Regions from separate parts of the Mus musculus genome. Here regions 1, 3 and 4 are each linked to region 2. The links are chromatin contacts, called in public Hi-C maps. All regions are on one chromosome and are shown on one strand. The core of a region is the stretch at or near the end of the contact, and the rest is flanking DNA. Distances in the headings are between cores, read along the strand shown. Region 1 overlaps Atxn1 (ataxin 1). Region 2 has its middle 14 kb from the start of Gm34991. Region 3 has its middle 92 kb from the start of Stmnd1. Region 4 has its middle 100 kb from the start of Gm45949.

Region 1 (3,934 bases), core at 27-2,526, 140 kb after region 2:
GCGGTTTTGTCTTCTGATGGTTCATTTATAACAGCGTCATCTCTCTGTGATTAACTCTTATTGATACAAAGGGGACGAATGCTAATTAATAACTGAAGTCTGTTAATAACTAAAGACCTGTGGGAAAGTTAATAGACTATGGATCTCTTTTCAATCAGTCCTAACTGGGCAATCGTTACAGGTTTGTTTGGGAGCCCAGAAACAGCACCTATGGGCCTTGCAATACAGAATAGTTGCTCAATAAATGTTAATTCTAGAAACAAACTGGTTAGTTTTGCTTGGGGGACAGAAAGAGTTCAGCATTCCCCTCCTTGTGCTTCTTTGGACCCATTTTCTTCATAGAGCAATCTGAGGCTCTCTTGCACATCATGTTTCCCCTGTGTGTTTCCACCCCCCCCCCCACCCCTGTCTTTCTCTTGTTCTCTGGATTGCAGAGAAATCATGTCACTCTGTGTGTACTTTCTGGCTGGAGTACAGATTCATTAAAGACCCCATTCATACCACCATATCACCCCTCATTCATATCACACCCCCATTTATAGTATGCCCTGCATTCAAAGCACCCCTCATTTATAACATATCCCACTTATAGCACACCCCTCACTCATAGCACACCCCCTTCCTGTGGACAAGTAGCTGATAGAATATATCCCCAGTGCTTTGTGTGTTCGTGAAGCGACTTGGCGCATTCACTTTCTTAGAAACCCACAGACAGTGTGTCTCATTTCCCAAGGAGATGTGTAAAAACTTCACAAGGACGTTTGTGACAGCTCACGGGGAAAGGGTTATTTACTATGCTTCTGTGAGTCATGATGATGTCACCCCCCTCAAGAATCAGCTACAGTAAATTGACTTTAATGAGGACAGTTTGGGAGGGAGATGATACGTTCCACGTGTAACCTTGGCACGGAGCACAAAGTGGAGTTGCTGGCACGTGGCCGTGGTGAGCCACAGCAGTTATGCGTCTGCTTGATCAGATTCATATTCATATCTTGTCGGTTTCCGACGAGCCAAAAATTAAAAATAACATTTGTTTCTGTTTTCATAACTGCCTAAAAATTATCCCAAGTCATTTTATTTTATTTAGCTTGACTTTTAATCTTGTTTTAAATATGTGGCCTTTCAAGCAGTCTGGAAATACATCCTCGCAATTTGGCACTGCTGGGTGGGACATTTTTCTTTAAGTGTTTGGGACTGAACCCCTTTCCCATGCCGTGATCATTTGAACAGCACACCATGGTCCAAGTGTTATCTACGGTCTCAGCTTGAGATATACAGTTGTCAATATTTATCAGCTACGGACACATTCCAAGACCTCCAGCCTGAGACAACAGAGCATCAAGTCTTACTCTCCTGATTTTTTTCATCTGTATTATCTGTCCAGTGAAGTTTAATTTAGAAGTCATGCACTGGAAGGCACTAGCAACTGTAGCTACTGGTAACATAGAACAGCTATAATAAAACCCTTTAAAGATGTTACATGACTCACTCTCTCAGGGTCTCTTCCTGTTCTGTGGATCTGAGCAACCTCAGCATATGGTTTTCTTTCTTTATGAGTTTGAGAAGTTTCCCCGTTTGCCACTTTTTCCTCTTTGGCTTATCCAAATCACCAGCATCACCACTATTGTACTCTGTGCAGAGTGGGACAGCGAGTGTGACGTTTAATTCCACTCCTGGAAATGGTGTGCCAATTGGAACTTGAGTTGCTTCTTTCTGGAATTTTTCCGTCAATATCTGCAGACCAGGGTTGACCTCAAGTAATGGGAACCATAGAAAAGGCAAAAATAAAGGAGCGTTGTAAAGAAGTGTTGTTACACAGAGGTTGGACCTTCCTAGAGCCAGGTATGGCGGCATTGTGGAGAGGTGACCGAGGAACATATGAGTTGTCAGGAAAGGGGAAATATTGAGATGGTAAAACCTGGAAATAGAGATGACAGGATTTGGGAGACTCGGGAGGAGCAGATGGAGTGACTTTGGTATATCCAGATTGCATCATTCAGTGACATGATGGTCTGAGGACCGGCCTGACTGGATCCATAGACACTATGCTGCCAGGGTCCCCTCTTAGCGGCTGCCATTGCATTATTAATGGTCCTATAGCTCTCCCCTTCTTGGTTAGGAATTATAACCAGCCCCTGGCCCCATTTAGTCTGGGGTAGTCTGGAGTATCTAGGGGTAAGGAGTGAGTTCAAGGTACCTAAAATACTGGTATAAAATTGGGCAGTAAACGGACAGAGTTAGGATAGCCCAGTCCTGATAGTTTAATATGTTTCGCTGACCTAAGCTTGCTTGTCTGGAATTTTGAGAACAACGGGAAGAGTTTGGTGTCCACCAAATCGGTGTGCCATCCCTTCTCTGTGTAAGAACAAAGGCTGGGAAAATGGTCTTTTGTGGCACCACTCACCGAGGAGGCTCACTGAAACCGAAACAGAACTGGGCCTCGAAAACGTGGTGCTGGAAGTAGGTATTTGAAGTAGACTAAAATGGCAGTGACAGGAAGTGGGACCTAGAGGTCAGCTGCGCCGTGCCCCTTCCCCACCTCCGTGATGGTTGGCCATCTCTTCTAAGAATGATTCATGGAAAGATGCATGAGAGTGGGAAGGCAGGCATCCGAAGACAGCAAGGAAGCGTCATGGGTGATACACACACACACACCCAGGGGGTGGAGCTTCCAGATGGGAAGGCAGCAATCAGGTAGAAGTCACAATGTGGGGGCCATTCAGCACCTGTCCTAACTTAGTGGCTACATAGATGGTTAATATACTCACTAGTCTGCTCTTGGCCGTGTTCCTATAGCAAGTGCATGAGCCGTCAGCTTACTTGCTCTGTCTAAGAGAAAGGAGGGTTTTGGAGGAGGAAAAAAACAATATGCCTCTTGAAGACAAAGTACCCAGGAAGGCCTGTTACCTCCGAGTACAAATCGTGCCAGTTAAAATGCATCGTTTCCAACGAGTAATTAGGAAGCCAAAAAAAAAAAACCAAAAAAACAAAAAAACAAAACAAAAACAAAAACAAAAACAAACAAACAAAAAAAACCAGGGCAGATTCTGGCTCTGTATCCTATATGCTGTGGTCCAAATGGTAATTGTCATTAAAGAGATCCGTGCTTGCTGGTGGCAGCCCTATGGGAAGCAGAGTTAGATATAGAACTCTTGAACCACCATGGGACTGTTGGCGATGGGGAGAAGAGAGGATTAAGGATGGCGGAGTATTTAGAATAGGCAAGATATAAGCAGTAGCTGGCTGGACACATCCCAGATTCAAGTTCTTTTTGCCAAACATTAATGCACTGCCCTACTTTTCCCTAATGTTAGCTCACGTTAGGAAAGAACTAATTCTCCTTCTGAGAATGTTTCAGAGAAGCTGGCATGGACCGTCTCATAGAATCCCGCTGCCTGCACTGGAGAGAAATCTCGTCTCCTTGAGTAATATCTAAAACATTTGGAAGAATTACATTGCTAATCTGTTGAATCTTGGGACTAGAGGGAAGGAAGTTTAAAAAGAAAATCCACATTAAAAACATATGCCCTTGCTTCTCTCTTTCTCCTCTGCTTCTTCCAACCCTGTTTTCTCCTGCCCTCCACCAGTTTGTCCTTCCCTGGCTTCTCTTCCTCTTTTGGTTCCTCCTTTTCCTCTGGCTCTTCTTCTGGCTCTGACTTCTCCCCTACCTTTTCTTCTAACTCTTCCTCCTCCTCTTCCCTGGACCCTGGATCTCACACATGCTAATCACATACTCTACAACTCACAGTTTCTCTCACCCGCTATGCCTGGGTTCTTAGTCACCAGCCGATTAGAGGGGGAAAAAAAAAGATGGGAGCAAGCTTGTTTTCATGTGTTCAGCAGTGTCACAAACCAAGTCACCAGAAATCATAAGGATGCCGGTGATCTACCAATAGTCTTGAGAGACAAGCCCACCCAAAGGTGGCCATGTGAT
Region 2 (3,840 bases), core at 930-3,429:
ATTGTTTTCTCTGTAATGTATCCCCCAAAAGCCTGCACTGCTGTGCGCGCCTGAGCACTCCCATCCTTGTTGACGAGATTATTTTTAGAAAGTGATGCTTTCCCATTTATAAAGCTCGGAGAGAGGCGACACGATGTAGGCGGTTGTTCTCAGCCCTGCTGCGCGGCATCACCTGTGTGGAGCTTTGATTACTGCAGATGCTGTCTGACCTCACTCTGGACAGATGGTTCTGGCAGGAATCGCCCCTGTGGATGGCTGGGGCAGCTTCTGCAAGCGGGGCTGTCTGTCATGAAGCTCCACCCCATACCAACTGTGTCAGAACCTCAGTGAGCAGGGGCAGAGAGAGGCACCAATTGCTTAATTCCCTGGCCAGGGGACCCTAACACATAGGTAGGCCCGAGGGACACTGAGCTAAGTAGACTGAAGTCACTCACTTGTTTCACAAATACTGGCAGCTCTTCTATGCAGGTCCTTGATCCACAACAGAGCAGGTAATACAGCGAACACTTTTTTGATACTCTGAGCTTAGAAACCAGAATCAAAGTCTTCATGGGTAAAGCCTAGTATTAGCAATGTTTTGTGTCGGCTTGTGTTGAGCAGAGATCTCAGTAAGTAGCCCTGGCTCCCTGGAACTTGATATATAGAGCAGGCTACCTCAAACTCATGGTGATCCTCTTGCATCTGCCTCTTGGGTGCTGGGATTCTAGGCATATACTAACACACCTGACTGGTAATGGTGTGTGTGTGTGTGTGCATGTGTGTTTGCACATGACTGTGTTGTGTTCATATATGTACATATTGTGTAGCTATGCATATGTGTGTGTGCATGCACATGTGTATGTTGTGTTTGTATATGTGCATATGTGTGTATAGGTATGCATATATGTGTGTGAGTGTATGTGGAAGCATGTGGCTGACATCAGGTGTGATTCCTCTATTTGTTTCCAGCTTATTTTCTAAGACAGGACTTATCGGTACCGGGAGCTTATCTGTTCAGCTAGACTGGCTGGCCAGGCAACCCGAGGGACCTTCCTGTCTTAACCTTCCAGCACTGGGCTTATGGCCATATCTCCACACCTGGCATTTAAAGTGGGCACTGGGGATCCAATGTGGGCCTTCATGCTTTTGTGGCAAGGGATGTTGCCCACTGAGCCACCTCCCCAGCCCTGCACTGGACACTTTAAAAAACTTCACCAGGCAAAGCTGACAAGAGAGAGTAGAGAACCAGGAGCTGGCTGTTGGCTTTGGGGTGAGTTATGTAACAGTTCTAAGCTTCTTTCCTTATCTTTAAGACAGTGGAGAACAAATCTTCCATCCCAGGAGCTGTTATGAGTTTTAAATTAAAAAAGAAAAAAAATCAATAGAAAACTGCACAGTAGTTCACATCATACCTACTAGGCATTCTGTGAAGGTGTATTTTCTCCCTTCTCCTCTTTGTTTCTCCCACTGCCCTGAAAGCAATGTGTTGAGCTAACTATATATGATGGATGGTCGAAGGTTGAGATAGGCTTGAGATAGACTCTGTGCTTTCCACACCACTCCTGGGTGCATCAAGTTGGCTACAGTTACTGCTGCAGGGATCTGGCCCCTTTCTGGCCTGGGACCACCCCTCTCCAGCCTAGGACTGCCCCAGGGACTGGGCTCACAATTTTAGAGGGAGCTAGTTGTGGTTTCCTAAAAAGAAAATAATAATAATAATAGTAGTAGTAGTAGTAGTCGTCGTCTTTGTCGTCGTCTTGAAAGGTGATTAGTTTGTACCAGAAGAGAGGCTGTACGAGGCTGGGGACAGAGAACAAATGACACTTTCAGGGGACACTTGTAGGTAGGTCGTGCTTTGCAAGTATTTCACTTGTGTCTTTGCATCTCCGTAATCAAGAAAATGGAGTTTCCTTTTCTGACCCACTTCGGCATGAATAAGAGTAGCCTGAGTTTTATGTCTGAGAGCAGGTAGGAGGTATATCATTTGTTTTATATGTATCTTCTTCCTTTTATTATTTAGGGCATATTTTGCATGCATCTAGGTATTTTTTAATTGCATTCTTCAGGGTGAGGGCAGGAAACCAGCTGCTTCACTAGAAAAAAAACCCTCATTAATGAAATGGGCTCTCTGAACACATAGAGCAAAGAGCTGAATAAAGATGACGTCAGCTTCCTTAGAGTGCATTTTCATTCAAGGTTATCATCCAAGTCCTGCTGGAGGCTTGTGCAGAGCAATTGATCTCCTGACCAGCTGTGTATTCCTCTAGACCAGATCTGCTACAACCTGTCACTTAGGGAGTCCCTCCCATCAGCTGCCTTGTTCTGTATCCTTTTCTCTCCAGTGCAGGGATGAAGCTGTCCTCTGGCTCTGAAGGTCCTTCCTGACACCCCCACCCCTGATTTCTCTGCCTAATGTGACTTTCAATGACCTACTTTACAAACGGTTTGAACTTGGCCAGAAGCCAAGACATTGAGGGTGCTTTGGTGGCTGCAGGCAGGGCTGCTGGTAGAAGACAGCAGTTCTCTCAGTGGGGTCCCTGCAGAACTGTGTGCATGGTTTTATCTGGATGGTGGTTACATTGTTTTTCTTTCTTTCTCTCTCTCACCCCTACCCTTCAGGGCCTTGCCTGTTTCAATTCATCTTTCCCTTCCTAGAGTCCAGGCTATTGATTGGCTGGAGCTGGCCCTTAAGTCAGAGAAAGGCAGCCAATCAGAGCAGGTCTTTGCCCTGTCTCCCTGTGGAAACCTCTGAAGTAGTGATGAAAGTGAAGGAGAGGCTGCAGGCTGAGCTCCCAGGGGCAGTCCTAGAGAGTGCTCTTTCCAGGGCAAAGTGGGGAGGACTCAGAGCCAAATTCCAGATCAGCCTTCCGTGGCCAAGCTTGTCCCTGGCTCCCACGCACAGCTTTAGCAAAGCCTGGCTCCTGCTCAGCTTACTACATCTTGCTTTTAAAACCCGCATGGCTGCAGGGGGAGCGAGGAAAGGAAGGAGTGAGGAAGAGGGCAGAAATACTGGAAATGATGTGTGACCTTGACACTGTAGGACGTGATGAGCCCCCACCCCCAGCCCCACCCCCGAGAACCCTTTTCTCCCTAGCTTCAGGGCTGCCCACCTTAAAAGGAAGCTGGCTTTGGATCAAGGGAAATTATCTGAACTTGTAAATCGGCTTTTAAGTGAGTCTTCCCTGGAGCAGCTGCTCTGAATTTAGAATAGGTACAGTTCTCAGCATCCGCCATCTGATATGACTCTTCCTAGGGTGAAGTATTTGTCTGTACGAGCTTGAGGGGAAGACAAGACGGCCTGCCGGGTTTCCCCTTAGGACATGTGTAGTATGATAGTCCCTGCCTTCTCGATCCACTAGGCCTGGGATGAGGGTAGCTAAGTGGTAGAGTGTATGCCTTAGCACATGCAAAGCCGTCAGCTCAACCCCCAGCCCTGTAACAATAATAGTAACAGCAGTAGTAGTTTGGCCTGCTATCAAATATGAAGGAAAAGGGCAATTATAGTTTAACTCATATTTGAGTCTAAAATGGAACATTCAAGATTTGTCTGAAAGACTCATTTGAAAAACAGACAGGGAACATCTGACTTACTGCCCAGAGAACATCCAGTCGTCGTTCACTTGATCTTTGAGATTTTAATGACATCTTCTTCCTCAGTCTCCCCACTCCCCACCCTTGCTTCCTTTCTGTTGACAGGGAATCTGGTGAAGCCCATCGCTCATTTCCCATCCCATGTTCTGGCCCTGTGGCTCCTGCTTTATGGAATACAATCACTATAGAAAGTTGCCTGAGAAAGGGAGGGAACCCGTGGAAGGTTGACTATGGAATGGTGTCCCTGAAGTGTGATACTGTTCTTGGCTT
Region 3 (3,918 bases), core at 1,017-3,516, 170 kb before region 2:
TCACAGTGGTTCAGGACTTGGATTCCGTTTTGGAATCGTAGGCATCAGACTTCTTGATGAGGGAGCGAGCATACCTACCTTGATCATGAAGGCAAGATGTGGAAACTGTAACCAGTTATGCTACCTTAGTCCAAGCACAGTTCTTGCAAAGACTCACAGGAGTAGGGCTTATGGGAGTCTCTACATCCAGTAGTTCCTATCCCAGCCTCTAGATGGAGAACTAGAGACTTAATAACTCTAAATCCTAAAAATAATTTTCCCGAGTCCTTGTAACAAAGGATTAAGAGCTACGGGCAATTAACAGCTGCTGAAAGACAGAGACTCTGCCTCCTCCAGGGACAGCTCCCTGACAGGTTATCCAATCCCGAATGGTCAGTCCTAAACACGCACACGTATGAGCTCAGCAGACTCAGTAGGTTGCATTTGCATATACGTATGTGTGTATGTACATGTGTGTGTAATAATGACACTTAAGTAAGAAGAGGTCATGAATCTGAGAAAGGATGGGGAGGACATAGGAAGAGTTGGGAGGATGGAGAGAGAGGGCTGGAAACGATGCAAACACAACACTAAGGCATGAGATTCTCAAAAAGAGAAAGCAAACAAACAAATAAAATCCTCCCTGGGGTGGGGGTGGGGGGGCGAGGAAAGAAAGAAAAAGAGAGTTTTCCAGCAAACTTAGATCCCTAGATTCCTGAATTTCATCCAATTGAAACCTGATGATTATTGCTATTGGTGGGGATCACAGAGTCTGTGTGTTTGCTGTGAAAGTATTTGAGTTCTGTGAACTGGAAGACAGTTTATAATTACTCCCCTCCTTTGCTCTGCTACCTAGAGCCATTCACCAGTGCTTTGGCCCTGGGCTGTCAACTCTCCTTTTCCCAATTCCCAGTTTTAGTTTTCCCTTTGCCTCGCTTACTGGGGAGTCAGGTCTTAATGCTGTTGGCTGCTTGTGCCTTTTCTCCTTGTGTACAGTCACAGGAGGAGGCCTGGCCTTCAGCTTGCTTACTCAAGAGGGGTGACTGAGGGCTCAGCAAGACAGACAAACAGACCCACTTGTCCTTCCATCAGTGTGTGGGTCCAATGACCCCAAATGTCCTCCTAAAGTTTGTGTTGAAACCTTAAGCCCCAACCCAGGGTATTTGCCCTGGTTACTACAACCTAGTTACTTTGCACGTGTTCCCTTGGAGGGGATAATGGGATCCTGGCCCTTTCTCCTCCATCTTTCCTTCTTCCTGCCATCAGGAGGCAAACAGACCTCTTCTCTCCACGCTTCTGCCATAATGCACCCTGTAAGCTTGAACTGGAGACTCGGAAACCAAGAGCCCCAACAAACCTTTCCTTCTTTTAAAGTTGATTATCTCAGGTATTTTGTTAGAACAACAGAAAGCCGACTAATAAGATCCGTGGCCCGCCCGCCGTTGTGTGTAAGAAGGACTTAAGTCACTGACAACTTGGGAATCCCCACTCCTGTTTCTTGTTCCCACGAGGAGGGCATGAAAACAGGCAAGGTAGCCACTACCTACATCTTCAGTAACTTTCTGAAGTGGGTCTCCCTTCCCCTCCATCTTACCTTCTAAAGCTAAAGCAGTATCCTACCTTCCGTCAAGAGCTCACAGGAGAAAACCTGAGGCAAATCCAGAGAACTGAGGTGGACATCAGACACAGAAGCACAGTGAGGACTATTTACAGACTGACAGGCCCCACCGGGAGGGAAGTGTAAACAGAGCTATTTGTTCAGCAAAGGAATTGTCTTTCCGCATTTCTATTTTCATTCGTCAATGCTCGAAAGAGCATCTTGTCAGTCCTGGTTTTCCTATCCTCCCACAAATTTGTGTTCTACAATGCCTCTGTTTCTCCAACCATTGATTTCCCTTTATAATCTGTCTCGGCTCTCTCTCCCTCTGCTGGGATATTTATGACCGAGTAGCTTGTATGCTGCTGGCCATGCATCAATTTACCTTTGAACACATTCTATTTCCTCCGCAGCTCTCTCCTCAATAGCTTTATCCTGCTTCACTTCCCCGGCATTTGCTCCATTCTTCCAAAATTAGCTCCACTAAAATGTAATGTCTCTAGTTTCCCCCTTCTGCTGTGGCTTCAATTCTCCCTGGTATAAACATAACTATTATTAGCCAATCTTTTTGCTGTGGCTAAGTCTGTGGCTAGACGCCACTACTTCCTCTAGCTATGCCCTTGGTCCGAAACCCTGGCAAATAATAGCAGATCTTGCTTGCCTTGTGCTAACGGATGGCATGAATAGCTGGCCTGTTTGATGGACGGTGGCTATTGTATAAGTTTTAACTGCTTGCGGAATGTCCTGGTTTGTCACAGAGCACAGGGCGTCCAGCTAACTCCTCCTTTTCCTGGCACTCTCAGCTCTGCTAAAGCTGCTATGACAGCACATCTTGCAGTTAAAACACAAATTCCCTTTGGGCCAGTAAAAATGAAGGCACGGAGGAAGTTCATGGGCTGGTGTTTATTTTGAGTCTTTTTTAATGTGCTACGTTTTGTGATGACTACGCATTCACGTGGACCCTGCACACGCCTCCTTTCAGCCCTTTCAGGATGCTCGCCTTGCAGATGCTCATGCTGTTCTCTGTCTCCACTGTCCTCAGGATGTTTTTGTATAGCATTGAATTGAGAGCATAATTTGATGGACAGGATGGAAAGACTGATGAAAAAAAATGTGTTGCTGTTTCTGCTTCCAACCTTCTGGAAGAGTGGAAAAACACTCACCTTCCTCAACATTCACTGTGCTACAGCTGCCAAATTACCTAAGAGGACCTAAGAGCCAGTTGGCTTCTAATGTGACAGCAAGCTTTTTTTTTTTTTTAAAGAAATTATGCATTGCACTGTCTGTTTCTGTCTAGAGCAAGTTCCGTGTAATAAGAATGGTAATTTACTTCTTCTTAGCCCCTATTCATTCAAGAACCTTGAAGTGCTTCCGACTTCTATCCCTTCTGTGGAAACACACAGCCAGGCAAGGATGGATCAGGTTAGAACATTTGTGTGGCCAGTTCTTGGTAGCCTGAGTCTCAACCAACAGGAAGGCTGGCCTTCTCTTGGCCAGAGCCTTCATCTTTTCCCACCACCTTCCCTCTGCACACTTGTTACCTCTGCCAAGCCACAGCTTTCCTGGTGAACTTTGAGGAGCTGCCTCATCCTCTCCAATGTACTCCCCAACTCTCCATGTTTCCCCCACCTGGCCCAGACTCTAAGAAAGACCTTGTTGGAATCCTTTGAAGTCTCCAAGGCATCAGAAGCCCCGCTGTTTCCCTGTTTCTATCCTGCCCTCACTGGTATGGATTTGAGTATGGGTAGTCAGGCAAGCGTGAAGATAAGAAGAAAGACAACAGCTATCCTATGGACCTTTCTTTTCTTATACATCAGTTCTGTAGCCCCACCTAATATTTATAGCTCTTAATAAGAACAATAGACAGGACAAACTGAGAAATACATTGATTCGTTCCTTCCCGCAGGTTTCCATTTGTGTGCAGGGCACAAATGTACACTCTGTACTGTTGGAGACACGTTGCCTGCCCTTGTAGAACTCATTTATGCCTAGCAGGAAGATGGGGCTGAAGTAACCTATCCAGGACCTTGTAGACAAAAGTACCAAGTGCTGTGTAAAGAGAGACCAACAGATGCGCTTGGAAGACTTGAGAGATGTTATGACTGAGTCTAGAGAAAGAAGATAGATTGTAAAGGAGATATGGGGTTGGCTCAAGGGCAGAGTGGAAGCAGAAGCCATTTAAGAGGGAAATGGTCAAGCGATCAGGTGACATTTCCTATCAGCAGGTCTCAGTTGTGGATGAAAAGTTCTACATTGGTCAAAATATGAAGGATGACCATTGAGCAGGAAGGGGTATCCGCCAATAGGACAGATGGCAGATGTCTTCCTCCATCACTCTCCAC
Region 4 (3,777 bases), core at 1,083-3,582, 150 kb before region 2:
TGAGTTCCATTCTTGTCTTATTCTTGTATTATTTGAGGGACTCCCTCCCCTGCCTCCACAGGCTTTAATCTTCCTGTTTTGTTTTGTTTTTTTCATAACCTCTACTCTTTCCATCTGTGCTCATTACTCTAGGCTGGCCAATGTCTCTAAAAGCTGAAACTGAAAATTTGTGTCCTTGGAATACCAGCATCCTCCTGGCAGCCTGCTTCCCTCACCTGTGTTAACTACTCAGCCCTGGTGGGGTTGAGCTCACAACCCCTGATGTTATTGGCATTGGAACTAAATGTGCCACACATACATTTGGGACAAAGGAGTTACCCAGGCTGGGAGATGAGATAGTTTTCCACAGTGGAGATCCAAGAAGGGTACATCACAAAGAGCCCAAGGGGACAAGTGAGGTGGCTCTGGGGATCAAAGCTCTTGCTACCAAGCCTGATGACCTGAGTTTAATTCCCTGGACTCGATGTAGGACTAAAAGAACTAACTCTGGTAATTTTTCTTCTGATCTCCGTAAGCATACACCAAGCACATGTGTTTGTGAATACACACACAGACACACACACAGAGACACACAGAGACACAAACAATACACAGACACACACAGACACATACACAGACACACACAGAGACACACAAACACACACAAACAACACACAGAAACATACAGGCACACACAGAGACACTAACAACACACAGACACACACAGGCACACAGATACAAAAACAAGCACACACAGGCACACAGATACAAAAACAAGCACACACAGACACACACATAAACACACACACACAGACAAACACATTCACACACACGGGCACAGAGACACACAGACAAAGACACACAGGAACACAGAGAAACAGACACACACACCGACAAAGACACAGACATACACACATACACACACAGATACACACACAGATAAACACATTCACACACACAGGCACACAGAGACACACAGACACAGGGACAAAAACATACACACAGAGACAGACAAACAGGCAGACACACAGAGATACACAGGCACACAGACATACACACAAAAACACATTCACACACACATTCACACAGAGACACACACATTCACACAGAGACACACAGACAAAGACACACACAGGCACACAGAGACATACAGACACACACACAGATACAGACAGACAGACAGACACACACACGTAGACACACACACACACACACACACACAGAGGCTGTGAAGAACTGTTTTCCCAGCCCAGGCTTATTTTACAGGCAACCCAATATACCTCAGACGACTTGATTTTTTTCACGTGAAATCTCTTTTTCATGTCATCAGGGATTCTTTTCCCCTCCTGCCTGCTTTGGGCTATTCTCCTATCCAAGGTGGCCTTCCAATTGTCCTCTACAGTTCCCATCCCTCTGGATTCAGCTTCCTGAGTTACCTACTTTGCCTCCTCAGAAGTTCCTACTTCTCAGTAGAGAAGCTGTGTGTTCTTCTGACTTCCTCAGACCGAAGGATAAGCTCCTTAAGTTTGCATGTTTATATATTCATCTAAATCCTCCTACCACGCAGCTGAGGATGGACACAAACCTATCTTGCAGCCTTCAAAACAGGGGAAGCGCTTCCCAATAGCAGCCACTAGAGGTCGCTCATCCACACACTCTTGCCCGGCCCAGGTTCCCGACTGCACATGGATTACTAGACAAGCTGGAAGTAGGGCAGGCTGTCTTTATTTCTTTTTCTCTCCAACACAGCCTCGGGCCATCAGAGCTTCTGATGTCAGGGTCCCTGCCGTGCAAGCTGCAGAACAGAAAGCGCTGCGAATCACAAAGGTCACTGCCTCTGCTCTTTGCATCCACTGCTCACCTGAAATCTTCTGCTTCTCCGCCAAGAGCCCCAGCCCAGGTTCTGATTGCTTTTTCCCAGCTCCAGTGTTCCCGAAGTGGGAGGGGGAGCATGTGACCACTGAGTGCAATGTATATGCGTGCTTACAGATTATGCCTCAGATCAGCGATGTGTGGAGAAAGATTTCCACACACATGCTACTCCTATGATCCTCGGGGAGTTTCTGAGCTGGGCACAGCGCTGGCCTTTGCATAATAAGCCCTAGCAAATGGGCCAAGCTTAAGGTAGAGACAGTGATCAGATCATACTTAAGAGACTTCATGAGCCCAAAGCACCACTATGAAGCAGTAAGTTGGGAGATCGGACTAATGCTGTAGATGGGTGGGAAGGGAAGAAATGAAGGCAGCTCTAGCTCAGAGAAATATGAGCCTTGCGTGGCTGAGAGCCTAGCATGGTGTCCTGTGGGCATTTAGGGGGCGGGCAGAATGCCGATGGGAGTTGACAGTGACTCATTCAAGTGGCCGTGTCACTTGTAAACATCCAGGGAGTGTGCAGATGCTGGGAAGCAAGCTAGCACAGTGTGGATGAGTGAAGTTCTGGCTGCCAACCCCCCTAAAAGCAAGCTCAAGCATGCCACCGGCAGTTTCTAAAGTAGCGTTTAGACCTGCTGGCCAACTTCAAAGGGAAGGCACCCTGATCAAAAGGCTGTATTCATGAGCATGTGCAGCTGGACTCCCTGTGCTCTGGCATTGATTAGCCATGAGTTAAGCCCTCTGTACCTCAGCTTGCTCACATATGAAATGGGACTGATAGTCCTAGCCCCCCACCCCCCCCCAACCCCCGCCTCACAGGTGTGGCTAGACACAAAGTCCTTAGAGTATAGTGCCTGGTGCAGGTCCAGGGTAGAGTCACATGTTACTGAGTTTGAAATGCAGCATCAGGACATCATTGAGCCAACTTGTGTACACACATCTAGACAAGCAAGACATCGAGAAACTATGCTTTCCAAATGGTCTTCTTGTTCTGGCGTAGCAAGTCGGTAGGGACACCTGGGAGCAGAGTTGGATTGCCTTTGCCCTCTCTCTCTCTCTATCCCTGCAGGCCACCAGTAGTGTGTGTATTGTCACACTGGGAGGCTATGCTAGAAGATCCTGGGGTTTTCACCATGCCAGGTCACAAAGAGCCCTGATTTACAGCCCTGTAACAACACTACTTTTAAAGAAGTCTCTCACCTTGCCTTAAAGCCTTGAAGTGGCCACCAACTCTACCTCCCTGTGAATGGGGCTGCTCTCAGGTCTCCATTTTCAGAACAGAGAGGTATCGTCCATATGAAAGATCATGTTCCGCAAGTAGCTCCACCCCCTACCCCCAATCAGCTTCCCCAGAGTATCCAAGAGCCACCAGCCCTGGGAGGCCCACTGTTCATTCTGACACTGAGCAACAAAATAACATTCCTTGACTAGCTCAAACCACCTGGAACCTCGACATTGTGGGTGGGTCCAGTTTCAAGGCAGAAAGGGGTCCCGATTGTCTTGCCGCTGAGATACAATGTAGCTCTGTCTGGTCTTCCATCCAGGCCATTGGGGGCTCCTCCAAATCTTACAGCACCTCATCTGAGTAGTTTTCCAGTTTGGGAAATAGGGGTTCAGAGAGTACAGGCTGGCCTTGAACTCCCCAAGGATGACTCTCTACTTCTGATCCTCTTGTCTCTATCTCCCAAGTGCTAGGATTACCACCCTCAGCTTCCAGTTTCCATTGCCTTCCACAAATCAGATCCTTAAACAGCTTCGATCGCCTTGTACACATTTTTCAAGACCATAGCTGCAAACTGGGGCATGCTTGATTGGAGAGCAATAACCATCATCGATTTTCCACCTCCGTAGCCCTTAATCACTTTAAATTTCATTTCCAGGTCAATTACTCCATGTGACCTCTTGCTGGTAACATTAGCAGCAGAT

What was found. A called contact is a pair of places that touch in the nucleus more often than the background predicts.
Region 1: a contact with region 2 is called in a Hi-C map of Sertoli cells, with 4 times the contacts expected there. The contact joins two enhancer-like sites. A contact is called at or near these places in 1 of 484 Hi-C or Micro-C datasets (Sertoli cells) and 1 of 9 other capture datasets (pancreatic islet).
Region 3: a Hi-C map of uterus shows a contact between it and region 2. The contact joins two enhancer-like sites. A contact is called at or near these places in 3 of 39 promoter capture datasets (the 3T3-L1 cell line, HPC-7-derived erythroid cells and pre-B cells), 1 of 15 datasets of contacts at CTCF or cohesin (the NIH/3T3 cell line), 2 of 484 Hi-C or Micro-C datasets (brown adipocytes and uterus) and 2 of 115 datasets of contacts at active chromatin or transcription factors (VIP interneurons and embryonic stem cells).
Region 4: a Hi-C map of uterus shows a contact between it and region 2, with 3 times the contacts expected there. The contact joins two enhancer-like sites. A contact is called at or near these places in 1 of 15 datasets of contacts at CTCF or cohesin (the NIH/3T3 cell line), 9 of 484 Hi-C or Micro-C datasets (the CH12 cell line, Th1 cells, bone marrow-derived macrophages and 3 more), 4 of 115 datasets of contacts at active chromatin or transcription factors (SST interneurons, embryonic basal ganglia, embryonic stem cells and 1 more) and 1 of 9 other capture datasets (embryonic stem cells).

What each region holds. Positions count from the first base shown.
Region 1 is chr13:45,864,408-45,868,341 of GRCm38.p6, reverse strand. The region is part of intron 2 of Atxn1 (ataxin 1); the gene reads left to right. Among named protein-coding and RNA genes, the nearest start is that of Atxn1, 99 kb to the left of the region's middle. Within about 2 kb of position 1,276, at least 38 of the 459 cell types and tissues checked have an H3K27ac peak or open chromatin away from gene starts, as enhancers often do. A contact at or near this core is called in Sertoli cells, where this site is marked.
Region 2 is chr13:46,005,285-46,009,124 of GRCm38.p6, reverse strand. No RefSeq gene overlaps it. Among named protein-coding and RNA genes, the nearest start is that of Gm34991, 14 kb to the left of the region's middle. Within about 2 kb of position 2,179, at least 114 of the 459 cell types and tissues checked have an H3K27ac peak or open chromatin away from gene starts, as enhancers often do. A contact at or near this core is called in SST interneurons, Sertoli cells, VIP interneurons and 2 more, where this site is marked.
Region 3 is chr13:46,179,334-46,183,251 of GRCm38.p6, reverse strand. No RefSeq gene overlaps it. Among named protein-coding and RNA genes, the nearest start is that of Stmnd1, 92 kb to the left of the region's middle. Within about 2 kb of position 2,266, at least 78 of the 459 cell types and tissues checked have an H3K27ac peak or open chromatin away from gene starts, as enhancers often do. A contact at or near this core is called in VIP interneurons and uterus, where this site is marked.
Region 4 is chr13:46,160,051-46,163,827 of GRCm38.p6, reverse strand. No RefSeq gene overlaps it. Among named protein-coding and RNA genes, the nearest start is that of Gm45949, 100 kb to the right of the region's middle. Within about 2 kb of position 2,332, at least 78 of the 459 cell types and tissues checked have an H3K27ac peak or open chromatin away from gene starts, as enhancers often do. A contact at or near this core is called in SST interneurons, forebrain and uterus, where this site is marked.